3 separate regions of the Mus musculus genome follow, and regions 2 and 3 are each linked to region 1. The links are chromatin contacts, called in public Hi-C maps. All regions are on one chromosome and are shown on one strand. Each heading gives the region's core, a stretch centred on a gene start, on an enhancer-like site or on the middle of the called end of the contact. The rest is flanking DNA. Distances are from core to core; before and after follow the strand shown.

The links. A called contact is a pair of places that touch in the nucleus more often than the background predicts.
Region 2: a contact with region 1 is called in a Hi-C map of bone marrow-derived macrophages, with 25 read pairs. The contact joins the enhancer-like site here to the promoter of 1600002D24Rik in region 1. A contact is called at or near these places in 7 of 15 datasets of contacts at CTCF or cohesin (the G1E-ER4 cell line, the NIH/3T3 cell line, embryonic stem cells and 3 more), 63 of 484 Hi-C or Micro-C datasets (CD4 T cells, CD8 T cells, the G1E-ER4 cell line and 28 more) and 14 of 115 datasets of contacts at active chromatin or transcription factors (the HPC-7 cell line, astrocytes, embryonic stem cells and 6 more).
Region 3: a contact with region 1 is called in a Hi-C map of liver, with 2.5 times the contacts expected there. The contact joins the enhancer-like site here to the promoter of 1600002D24Rik in region 1. A contact is called at or near these places in 3 of 484 Hi-C or Micro-C datasets (bone marrow-derived macrophages, liver and ventral hippocampal neurons) and 4 of 115 datasets of contacts at active chromatin or transcription factors (the HPC-7 cell line, embryonic stem cells and trophoblast stem cells).

Annotation. Positions count from the first base shown.
Region 1 is chr16:95,927,312-95,931,181 of GRCm38.p6, forward strand. 1600002D24Rik (RIKEN cDNA 1600002D24 gene) reads right to left here and starts at 1,766. Exons shown (of 4, transcript NR_040484.1): 1 at 1,705-1,766. All of the region lies in intron 1 of Gm41508 (a long non-coding RNA gene), which reads left to right.
Region 2 is chr16:95,610,227-95,614,096 of GRCm38.p6, forward strand. No RefSeq gene overlaps it. Among named protein-coding and RNA genes, the nearest start is that of Gm31845, 56 kb to the right of the region's middle. Within about 2 kb of position 1,990, at least 23 of the 459 cell types and tissues checked have an H3K27ac peak or open chromatin away from gene starts, as enhancers often do. A contact at or near this core is called in the HL-1 cell line, bone marrow-derived macrophages, granulocyte-monocyte progenitors and 1 more, where this site is marked.
Region 3 is chr16:95,635,517-95,639,386 of GRCm38.p6, forward strand. No RefSeq gene overlaps it. Among named protein-coding and RNA genes, the nearest start is that of Gm31845, 31 kb to the right of the region's middle. Within about 2 kb of position 1,850, at least 8 of the 459 cell types and tissues checked have an H3K27ac peak or open chromatin away from gene starts, as enhancers often do. A contact at or near this core is called in liver and trophoblast stem cells, where this site is marked.

The DNA of each region.
Region 1 (3,870 bases), core at 516-3,015:
CAAAAGGCACACATGTGCCCATGTGCACACACACAAACATGGGGACACATGTACAGCACATACATGTGCTCACACACATGTAGATAGAATAAGGGATTGTAGGCTGGAGAACGAACTCAGCAGTTAAGAGTGCTTGTTCAATTCCCAGCACCCATCTGGGAGCTCACAACTCTCTGCAACTCCAGTAAAATGAGCGTGTGTGTGTGTGTGTGTGTGTGTGTGTGTATGTGTGTGTGTATGTGTATGTATATGTGTGTGTATGTGGGGGGTGAGTATGTCTGTTTGTGTCTGTGTGTGTATGTGTGTGTCTATGTGTCTGTCTGTCTGTGTGTGTGTATGTGGGAGTGGGTATGTCTCTGTGTGTCTATGTGTGTGTGTCTATGTGTGTGTGTGTCTATGTGTGTGTGTGTCTATGTGTGTGTGTCTATGTGTGTGTGTCTATGTGTGTGTGTGTCTATATGTGTGTGTTTCTTGTGTGTGTGTGTGTGTGTGTGTGTGTGTGTGTGAAAGAGGCTCAGTGGGACATGTGTAGTCACTGGATCTGCATACTCTACATTTTTTGTTAGAAATTAGCAGGTTTTAGCTTTTTTTTTTTTTTAAAGGTAGCTAATTTAATTTTCTGAGCAGAATACACACAGAAGTAAAAAGCATCAAGCGTACATTTCGCAGACAGAAACCCAGGCTCAGAAAGTCTGCTCCACTGTGCTTCAGATCTGTAAACCAGGGCTGACAGCTCTGGCCCAGGTGTCACGTCCATGGGAGGTCAACATTAACTCCACTACAATTTTAATATAATGAAAAGGCAGGTTGTATTGAAATAATGATAGGATAAAAAACCAAACATGACAAGGTGCCCTAATAAATAATAAGACCATCTACGCAGGTTGGTTCCCTACCCAAGCCATCAGCAGTGCATTTGAGTGGCTAGGAGTCTTGAGTATATTTTTCCTTTAATTAATCCATATTTTCTAAGGTGAGCTGACATGAATCATTTTACAACAGTTACTTTCTTAAAGTAAAACTAGAAGTATCCCATCACTGAAGGGAGAAGTTTCCTTCAGTTGCATGGCCCATGCCTGATGAATGAGCTCTCGTCTAGGCTCCTGTAGGCAAGCAACCCTAACAAAACTCACTGGGCCACCAAAACAAACAAGGAAGAGTCAGAAACGTAGTGGGTGGGGAAGAGGAGAGGGTCAGGAGGAGGAGGGAGTGGTAATGGAGGTCAAGATAAGCAGAATATGTTATATACATGCATCAGTGTGGCACCATGGAGCCCGTAATTATACATAACTAATAGATTCTAGTGAAACAGTTTAATCCCCTCATTGCACATAACCCCATGGACTCCCTAGAAAGTGCAAATTAGAAACCCAACACAGGTCGACAGTTCAGCCCCAGTGAAGGATCTGGTATTTGAAGTGTGGCCTTTGACCAAATACAGCAAACAAGATCTACAACTTTGCTTCTCTCCAACCGCAGGCCGGGGGCTGGCTGAGCGAGTCCCTGACCCTGCCACAGTTGCACAATGTAAACATTCAGACTGGGAAGCATGGGGGGCGGGGGTGAAGTGGGACAGGTGAAACAGGAGCCAGCTCTCTCAGTCCCTCTGTCCCTCATCCTCTCTCTCTCTCTCTCTCCGGAGTTCCTATGAGAAGACAGACATGTGTAGTGGTGAAACCAAAGGAAAGTGAAGCAGCCGTCTACCTGCCTGGTCTTCTGTGTAGCAACACGAGGTTTCTTCCCAGAATGGCCTGAATGTGTAGAGCAAACGGGAGGAGTTACGGAAGCCTGTGAGACTTTCTGAGAAAGCAAAACCTGCTCGTGCAGGCACAGACGTTGACGTTTGTGTTCCTTGAGGCTTTAAGTCCAGCACAGGTGCTGGGACCTCAGGGAGGCCTTCTCATAGCGTGCCAAGGAGAGAGACTGCGTGTAATGGTGTCTAACTCACAGCCCTTCCCCAAGGCTTGTCCATTAAGCCTTGGTCCCTACCACATGATGCTACTGGGAAGCTCCTGGTGCATAAGAAGTTAAGGCTCTGGGTGTGTCTTAAAGGAGAACGGGGACCCTGGCTCATTTTACCTCTCTCTCTTCCCAGCTGCCCTGAGGGATGCAATCCCTCCCATGTACACCTACCATGATACTTCCTGCAAACCACAGGACTCAAGCAACATGAACTACAAGCCTTTTATAGTTGATTGCTTGAGAAACTTTGTTATCCTGCCGAAAGCTGACCAACAGCAGGCACACTTAATATTCTTCTGTTGCTGTATTTGGCTGTGGCCAAAAACTCTTCAGGAAGGCAGGCCTTGTTTTAGCTCATGGCTCCAGAAGGACAGAATCCTCATGGCAGGGAAGGGCAGTCAGCAAGCGGGAAGATAGCTGGTTGCATTTTTCATCCATACAAAGGAAACAGAGAAAGGGGAACAGGAAGTGGGGTGAGAGACTATAAACCATCGAAGCCTGGCCCCAGTAACACACTTCCTCCAGAAGGCTCCCTCTCCTCCAGGTTCCATCATCTCCACAGGCAGCGGCTCCTGCAGGGGACTGAGTGTTCAGGCAATGAGCCTGTGGGAGACATGTCTTGTTCAGATCACCACAGTGTACAGGAGGGTGAAGTGGTGTGAGCCAAGGAGCTCTGTTCTGACAGCCCACTGTTGAAATAACCCACAGACTTCCTGGGGAGCATTAATCCATCACCGAGGGTGGAGCCCTCCCAGCAGAACCACCTCCTAAAGGTCACACGCTGTTGCCATGGCACCTAAATCCCTTTCTGAACATTGGGGCACTGGAGACCAGTGAGTACGACAGTGGCCTGACGGCGTCTTTGGCAAAGATGCTCTGTTTCTGTGTCCCGACATGAGCCACGGAAGCCACAAAACAGATCTGACAGATCTGCAGGAGGTGGGACCCACCTGACAGGTGCAGCAGGCTGCCTGCTTCTCCTCGCCACACCTGGCTCCTTCCCACTAACCATGAGGGAACTCTGGTGTCGTAGTTAGGGTTTACCGCTGTGAACAGACCCCACGACCAAGGCAACTCTTACAAGAACAACATTTAATTGGGGCTGGCTTACGGGTTCAGAGGTTCAGTCCAGTATCATCAAGGTGGGAGAAGAGCAGCATCCAGGCAGGCATAGGGCTCGAGGAGCTGAGAGTTCTACCTCTTGTTCTGAAGGCAAACAGAATACCACTTCCAGGCAACTAAGATGAGGGTCTCAAAGCTCACCCTCACAATGACACATCTACTCCAACAAGGCCACACACTTAGTAATAGTGCCATTCCCTGGGCCAAGCATATTCAAACCATCACATCGGGCATTCCCAAGGGATGCAGAACAGCTTGAGTGAAGGAAAGCATGTACCATGTTATTTTGACATACACACACAGACACACACATACATATATATATATATATACACACACATACATATATACACACAGAGAGACACACATATACAGACACACACAGACACACACATACATATATACACACACACAGACACACATATACAGACACACACATATACATATATACACACACAGAGACACACATATACAGACACACAGATACACATACAGACACACACATACATATATACACACACACAGACACACATATGCATATACATATACACACGCACATACATATATACACACACAGAGACACGCATATACAGACACAGACACACACATACACAGATACACATACAGACACACACCCTATCACTCACATGGAGCAGCATGGATATGTCCAGTCTGCAGCTGAGTACAACTTGATTATAGCCCAACATTAAATCCTAAACTGTTTAAAACATGATGGTTTTTCCCGTTGTTTTGTTTGTTTGTTTGTTTGGCTGGTTGGGGATTTTT
Region 2 (3,870 bases), core at 740-3,239, 320 kb before region 1:
ATTTTTGAAGCACAGGAGTTTGTGTCTTATTGTTTAATTAGCTACAACTTTCAAATGTGTATAGAGCAGGTGTGCTGGAATCACCGGATGGTTCAGAGTTCCCATGATCTCTCCCCTCATGCACAGCCTCTACCATTCCGGGCATTTCTGCCAGAGAGGACATTTGCTACAGTTGATGGGTTCACTCTGACTAACATGTTTCAGTCTTATGCTGTACATTCTGTGAGCTTAAGTTTTAAGCAATTTACATTTTTTTCCCCTTGATGGCCTTCGATGAATTTTTTTCTTGATAATCGTTGTGATTCCATTGCCCACTGTGGGGGTTAGCCTTTGTCAACCTGACAGGATTTCAAAGGACCTGGAAGATTACACTTCTGGGTGATCCCACCAGAGTGTCTCCAGAGAGAGGGAGAGAGCTTTAACTAAGGAGGGAAGGCTCAGTGTGAATGTGGGTGCCACTGTCTCAGGGACTGGACTCTGGGATGAAATGAAGGGGGGGAGGGGAGAAGAGGTGAAAACCATCATTCAGGTCTCCCTGCATCCTGGATGCAGATGCAATGGGACCAGCTGCCAATAGTGACATCCTCACTCCATGCCTCCTCCACCACGGCTGTGCCTCACTTCAAAACTTGAGCCCAAACAAAACCTTCTTCCTTAACTTGCTTCTTGCCAGGCACTGTGTCCTGACAAGAGCAGGCATTAACACACTCGTCCAAACTGTTTATTTTTGGATCCCGTGTTCCACATTCTTCCTACGGTGCTCTTTGAAATCATCTTTCAGTTCATATTCTTCGTTTAACATTTCATGGTTCGCCAGACTCATCAGATGCTCTTCGCGATGGTGAATTATGACTGCCAACTTACAGGAGCTACCCAGGAGGCCAGCCTCTGGCCACGTGTGTGAGGAACTATCTAGACTGGGCTAACCTCCGGACAAGCCTATGCAGGATAATCTAGATTATGTATATAACTGAGGTGGAAAGGCTCCCCTTAACTGTGGGCAGTACTGCTTCGGCCCTAGGCTGAATAGAGAGGAGAAGCAGTCTGGGTGTTGGCCTTTGGGTCTCTCTGCTTCCTTATTGTAGATGCAAGGTGGCCAGATACTTCAAAGCCCTACTTCCATGATAGACCTTACCCTCAAACTGCAAGCCACAATAAACCCTTTGTTGCGTTGCTTTTGTTGGATATGTTTTATCACAGCAACGAGACGAGTCACCAATATACTCTATACTAAAGATAAGGATAAGAAAGGAAAATTTAAGAGGAGCCATAGAAGCATCCATGGACTTCAACCAACCATGAAGGAGTCACATCATCTAACTTTCATGCCTTAGGTGAAGTCCTCTTTCCCTGTCTTGAGTCTCAGTGGAGTTAGGGGTAGGGCAAGAAGTTCAGAGTCAGTGTTCATGACCTTTGAACTTTCTTCCATTTCCCAAACATCAAATACAGAAGGCTACTGAAGACTCTCTGGACCTAGAGAGCGTGAATGAGCCCCTATCAGGGAAGCACCAGAGAACACTGTAAGCACCCTCATCAGGGCACTGACACAGACAGAGTCTACAACCAAGATCAAGTAAAATGAGCTAGCCCAGGATGAAGAGTCCTTTCGGATGGACTGAGGCAGGTCAGAGGTACCAGTGGAATCATGCATGCTGTCACCACCACCGGTCCCATTCGCACCTCCACAAACGAAAAGTAGGAATGCCAACTAAAGTTAAAATCTATGTCAACCAGACCAAATCCCAGAGTCTATACATGTAGCAGCCTTAACGACAATTAGAGAAACATCTTCATTGACGTCGCCATTGGTAGAAATAGTCACTGAGACACAGCGCCAGGCCCTCCGCAAGCCTCTTTGCCTTAGATGGCCATGAGTTCCTCCTCTGTCCTATACGGTTGTCAGATGATACAGTTGACAAGGTCAGGTGCAGCAGTGACCTTCCGTGACACCTAAGTATAGTGTTTACGGTTCCTGTTTCTCTGGGGTTGTAGGTAAGAGAAGCTGACGGCGGCAGTGAATCACTTCCTGTGGTCACTGCCCTGCTCCCAGTGCAGCTATTTTTGACAGTTGCATAAAATTCTAATTCCCAATCCGGGCATGTGTTTTATTTGTTTAACAAGAACCTAATAAGTTACAGTGGGGGTGGAGGCAAAAAGCGGGAAGATCTGAGTCAGCAAAGAGAAATGTAAGAAACACCCTTGTTGGAGAGAAAATAAATCCCAACAGCTTCGGTGATCCCTGCAACCGTCACAGAGAGAGAGGAATCTAGAGCCAGGCCTATGGTGATTTCCCACTTCCTGTGGAAGAGTCACGTGTCTCCAAAGCGAGAGAATGCTGCCCGGCTCTCGTAGCTTCTACAGCAAACCTCAGTCTCGACTTGGCAGTTGAAATGATGGGAACCTCTCCCATTCTTTACCAGATCTGGTCCTTCACTTCCGTTGAGATGACATGGTGTCCTCTGCACCTGTGATTAAGCTGATGAAAGATGTTGAGTGTGTCAGGTGTGATGCTTGAGTGTGTCAGGTGTGATGCTGTGAGTGTGTAAGGTGTGATGCTCTGAGTGTGTCAGGTGTGATGCTGTGTGTCAGGTGTGATGCTGTGAGTGAGTGTGTCAGGTGTGATGCTGTGTGTCAGGTGTGATGCTGTGAGTGTGTCAGGTGTGATGCTGTGAGTGTGTCAGGTGTGATGCTGTGAGTGAGTGTGTCAGGTGTGATGCTGTGAGTGTGTCAGGTGTGATGCTGTGAGTGTGTCAGGTGTGATGCTGTGAGTGTGTCAGGTGTGATGCTGTGTGCATCAGGTGTGATGCTGTGTGTCCGGTGTGATGCTGTGTGTCAGGTGTGATCTGTGAGTGTGTCAGGTGCAATGCTGTGTGTGTCCGGTGAGATGCTGTGTCAGGTGTGATGCTGTGAGTGTGTCAGGTGTGATGCTGTGAGTGTGTCAGGTATAATTTTACTCAGTACCATCAGAGAGTATACTGCTCCACTACAGCTAGGAAGAAGTGTCACAACTGGCAGCTGAAACAACACAAAGTTATCTCCTGTTCTGGAGGGTGGGGGTTCTGATGAAGGTCTCAGCAGGGTCGACTTCTGTGTGAGGTAACATCTACCCCAGGTCCCTTTCTTGGCTGTTGGGTAAGGCTTCCTCCTGAGCCTCTTCCCTCTGCTATGTCCAAGTGTTCTCATCGCATAAGAACTTCAGTCATAGTGGATGGGTGCTCACCCCAACAACTTAAATTTTATCCAGTCATTTTATAGAAGCCCTTCCACTGAGCTGGTGAGATTGCCCCACAGCAAATGAAGAAGAGGCAGACAGGTGACATTCCAGGCTTTGAAGCCCATTTCCTTTCTTGGAGCCCTCTCAGCTCTGACCATGTATCACGCAAGCTCTCACCAGCAGCACGTAAGTGAAGGAAGATTTATCCAGCTCATGGTTTACAGAGGTGCAGTCCATCCTGACAGGGAAGGTGTGGAGAGAGAGGTGTGTGTGTGAGATGGCTGTCATGTCACATCTACGGTCAGGAAACAGAGGAAGAGAAATTCTGATGCCTAATTCATTTTCTTCTTTTTATTCAGTTTGAGACACACATCCCAGGCCATAAAATGGTGCTGTCCATATTCAAGGAGACTCTTCCCTCGAAGTTAAACCTTTCTGGACTCCCACACATGTGCAGAGAGGTGAGTCTCCTAAGTGATTCTAAATCTACTCAACTGACAAGATTACCCCCACAAGTGGCTTTCACTAAACTTCTCTTGTGAGCCCTGAACTTTGACCTTTATACATCTTCCACATGTCACAAAAAAAAATCCTTCTGATTATTTTCCAATCGTTTTAAAGTATCAAACCATTCTCAGCTCACAAGCCAGAGAGGG
Region 3 (3,870 bases), core at 600-3,099, 290 kb before region 1:
GAAGCTGGGCCTGAGACAGCTACATAGCAAACAATGTAGCTGAGCATCAAATGGAACTCGTTCCTTCTATGTAAAGACAAAAATCTCCTAAGATGAAGGAAATCTGAAATACCCAGTTCCATTACTCTGCTTGATCCAGAAGTTTGCACGCCTTCTGCTGGAAATGCTCTTGATTCCACATGCAATGGGATACCTCAGCCTTGTCATGAGGCAGGTTGTCCTGAGTACATGCCATGTCTCCTAATGTATCCTGCAAGAACACACTCACACACAGTCACACACTCACACACAGACACACACACACACACACACACACACACACACACACTCTCTCTCTCTCTCTCTCTCTCTCTCTCTCACACACACACACTAATAGGTTCATCCCACAATTGTATCGATGGATTAATTAGAGCAAGGAGGAGCCACACTGCCAACCTGTCCAGTCTGAGGCATATCAGACCTGGGTGGGCGTATCAGGGGTGTATGCTCAGGATCAGGAGGTGCAAGGCAGATTCTGGCAGAGCTAACCTGTGCTCAGCTGCAGTTCTTCCTTCGGGTGGCTCTGGGCTTGTTTTTGTAGCCTATGAGGTGATCACAGTGCACCTACCTAGATGTCCCTTAAGAACCCCTCAGACATCCTGTGCTAGGTATGCACAGCCATGCACATGCACATACTCACACACACGCACACACAGACAGGACCGTACAGAAAGAGTTCCTAGCAGAACACATGTAAAGTTATTCTGGACCATACAGGGCAATAGAACAAGGGGCATTTCAGATTTCCTTCATCTTGTAAAGAACACATGACCTCCAATCGTCCAATCATAAGGCCTGGAAGGAGCTGCTCTTTCCCAGTGACACTGGAAGGCCAGCAGCTCACCTGGAGTTACCTTCATCTCACCACCAGTGGCAAAAGTAGGAGGAGCTGATAGATGGATGGACTACGTGCTGATGATACACCGGTGTCCCTGGACTGACTGGGGGCTCAAAGCAGGATTCCCTTTTGGCAGGGTTTGGGTTTCTGCATAAACTACCATGAGGCAAAAGCACAAGCAGGTAATTTGGGAGACAATCCCAGAAGACCAACAAGGAAGGAAGTGAAGGTGTGAGACAGTCAGCCATGAGCCTGGGCTACGGTGAGCCAGGAAGCTAAGGTGTGGCAGACACAGACAATAATGCACCCTCAGCGGGGCTGCAGCATCATGAGGCTCTAAGGGCATCTAACCTCCCATACTCAGAGTTTGTGAGCCTGTGTGCCAGATTCCAAGGCCAAGGTCAACCACGTTTGCCAGTCACTGACCTGCAGATAAGGCAAGGACTTTGGTCGATCCAAGTGAACCCAGCATGATCGAGTGCTTAAGAGAGCCAGATATGTTACACGGCTGGATTTTAAAGAGGAATCAGATGTCACAAACTAGGAGGGCAGGCAGCCTTCAGAATACAGAAAAGACAGGGAACTCATTCTCTTCTATAATTCAGAAACGCACCTTGCTAGGTCTCCCAAGGCTTAGTTTTTAACTTCAAATCCCAAAACCATAAAGAAATAAATGTGTGTTGTTTCAGTCCACTAAAACTGTGATAACCTGTCATATCAACAGTCAGAAACTAGTCAGAGAGAGTGTATGTCCAGTGAGTTAGCATGTTACACGGGTGCTCAAGCCAGCAGAATATATGATGTCTAGTGAGTTAGCATGTTACAGGGATGCTTAATTCAGCCGAGTATATGATGTCCATTGAGTTAGAATGTTACAGGATACTCAAAACAGCAAGGGAACCCCGCTAGGTAGTATCCAGAGGCTTTAGAGTGCCTCCAAGCAAAGGCCAGGAATCTGGAGTGCACATCACCTGTCGTGAGCTGAGAGGGGCAAAGACTGCCCTGGGCAGAGTCTGGTACAGACCAGTTGCCTCCATACCCTTCCTCATTAGGCCACATGCCCATAGGAAGGGAGGTCTGGGGGTTTTGTTTGTCTTTTTGTTTTTTAGTTTTTTGTTGGTTTTGTTTTATTTTGTTTTGTTTTGCTTTGCTTTGCTTTGCTTTGCTTTGCTTTTTGCTTTCTTGAGTAGCCTGCACTGTGCACCTATCAAGTCCAAGCACACCAACATCTCCTGCAGTGGTTTCTGGGAGATGAATAGCTGAGACCAGGATGGAGCATTTAGCTGGTGTTTACTGGCTGAGGTGGGCACAGTAAACAGCTCACGGTGCTTGGGATGGTCTCTCACTCAATGTGGCAACAAGTTGCTGTCACTCCCGGGCCTACAGATGTGCATTCCCCACCCACTCTCAGATCAGCGCAGAAAACCTGTCTGTCCGCTCAGCCCACCACACCTCCATTGCTGTGGGCAGATGACTGCAGAGAAGGAGCCAGTCTTCCTCTCCGTAAGCACACGTAAGCAATGGCATTCAGAGGGAAAGAGGAAGATGGAGACTAACTCATTACAGCTGAATATTTCTGCCCATTCTTCATACTTTCTGCCTGGTGTTGAAAGGAACATAAATCCAACCCCGGCCCGCCAGAACATTCTGTCATGAAGTCACAGAGACACGTTCCAAAAGGAAGGGAGAGGGTTTCGCAGTGTGCTTTCCTGCTCCCCGAAGGCACAGAGGTCATAAACCAGTAAGTGTTAAAGCTCCAAATGAGTACCCCAGAGGCACACTTCCTGAACCCTGCCTTGCTAATGCCCTTGTCAACAGATAGGGTGGAAGTAAGGGAGAGGGAACTTGAAAAAATCCAAAATGGGAGGCAGAGAGGAAGGGAGAAAGAGAGGAATGAAAGGGGGAGGGAGGAGGGCAGAAAAGAGGGAAGGAAGAAGGGAAAAGAGAAGAGAGTGGGTAAAGGAATGAGGGAGGAGGGAGGGGAGGACAGAGGAGTGAAAGAAGGAGAGAGGAAGGAAGGAGGAGAGGAGAGAGGAGGGAGAGAAGGAAAGAAGATGGAAGGAGGGGAAGAGAGAGGAGGGAAGGGAAGACAGAGGAAGGAGGGAAGGGAAGAGAGAGAAGGAAGGGAGAGGAAGAAAGAGGAAGAAAAGAGGGTAGGACAGAAGAGGAGGAAGGGGAGGAGAGGAAAGTGTTAGCCCCCCTTGCATTACTGTATCTCACATCCCACGCATCAGCTCATCCCTGCTTCCTGGATCCTGGTGCTTCAGGGTCCAGTCACTGCATCCCAGGTATGTGTCTCAAGTATTTATCTCCAGCCTCCTGCCCTCCACTTCCCCGTTTTCCTGAGTAAAGTGACACCACTGGACCCCAAGGCTTAGGAACTCTTTACACAAAGCTTGTCTGCGCATTTCAACAGGCCCCTGGAGGCAGTGACAGGGCCCGGACTCAACTGACAGGTCTGTGATGTGGGCTCTGAGACAGTCGATAGGAATCCTCCTTGGGGGTCAGTTGGGACCTTAGGGGCCCTGGTGGCAACAAGGACATTTGGTGGCTCTGAAGCTGGTGAGAAGCAGGAGTCTGCTCACTCCCATGTTTTGGGCCTAAGTCACTTCTGTGGTTTTGTCACAAACAGGTGGAATTATAAAATCAGGTTACTTTAAAAAGAAGTGAATATGTAAGAATCTAAATTTCTAAATAGGAACTTCTGGGTGTTCTTTTTTCTTTCTTTCTTTTATTTTTTTCTTTTTTTATCTAGCTACCTCACAAGGTTACGCTCCTGTTCCTGGGATGACTCAAAGCTCATCCCAGACACCCTTTCCCCTTTCTCAGACTTCGCTGGGAATGCAAGTGGTGACAGCTGATCCCATCAAAAGGTGACAAGACAAGAAGCTGTGTTAGAAACTGCAAAGACAGCTCCATAGTAAGAGCACTTGCTATTTTGTCTGAGTATCAGAATTCAGCAACCAGCACCCACACTGATCTGACACCCTCTT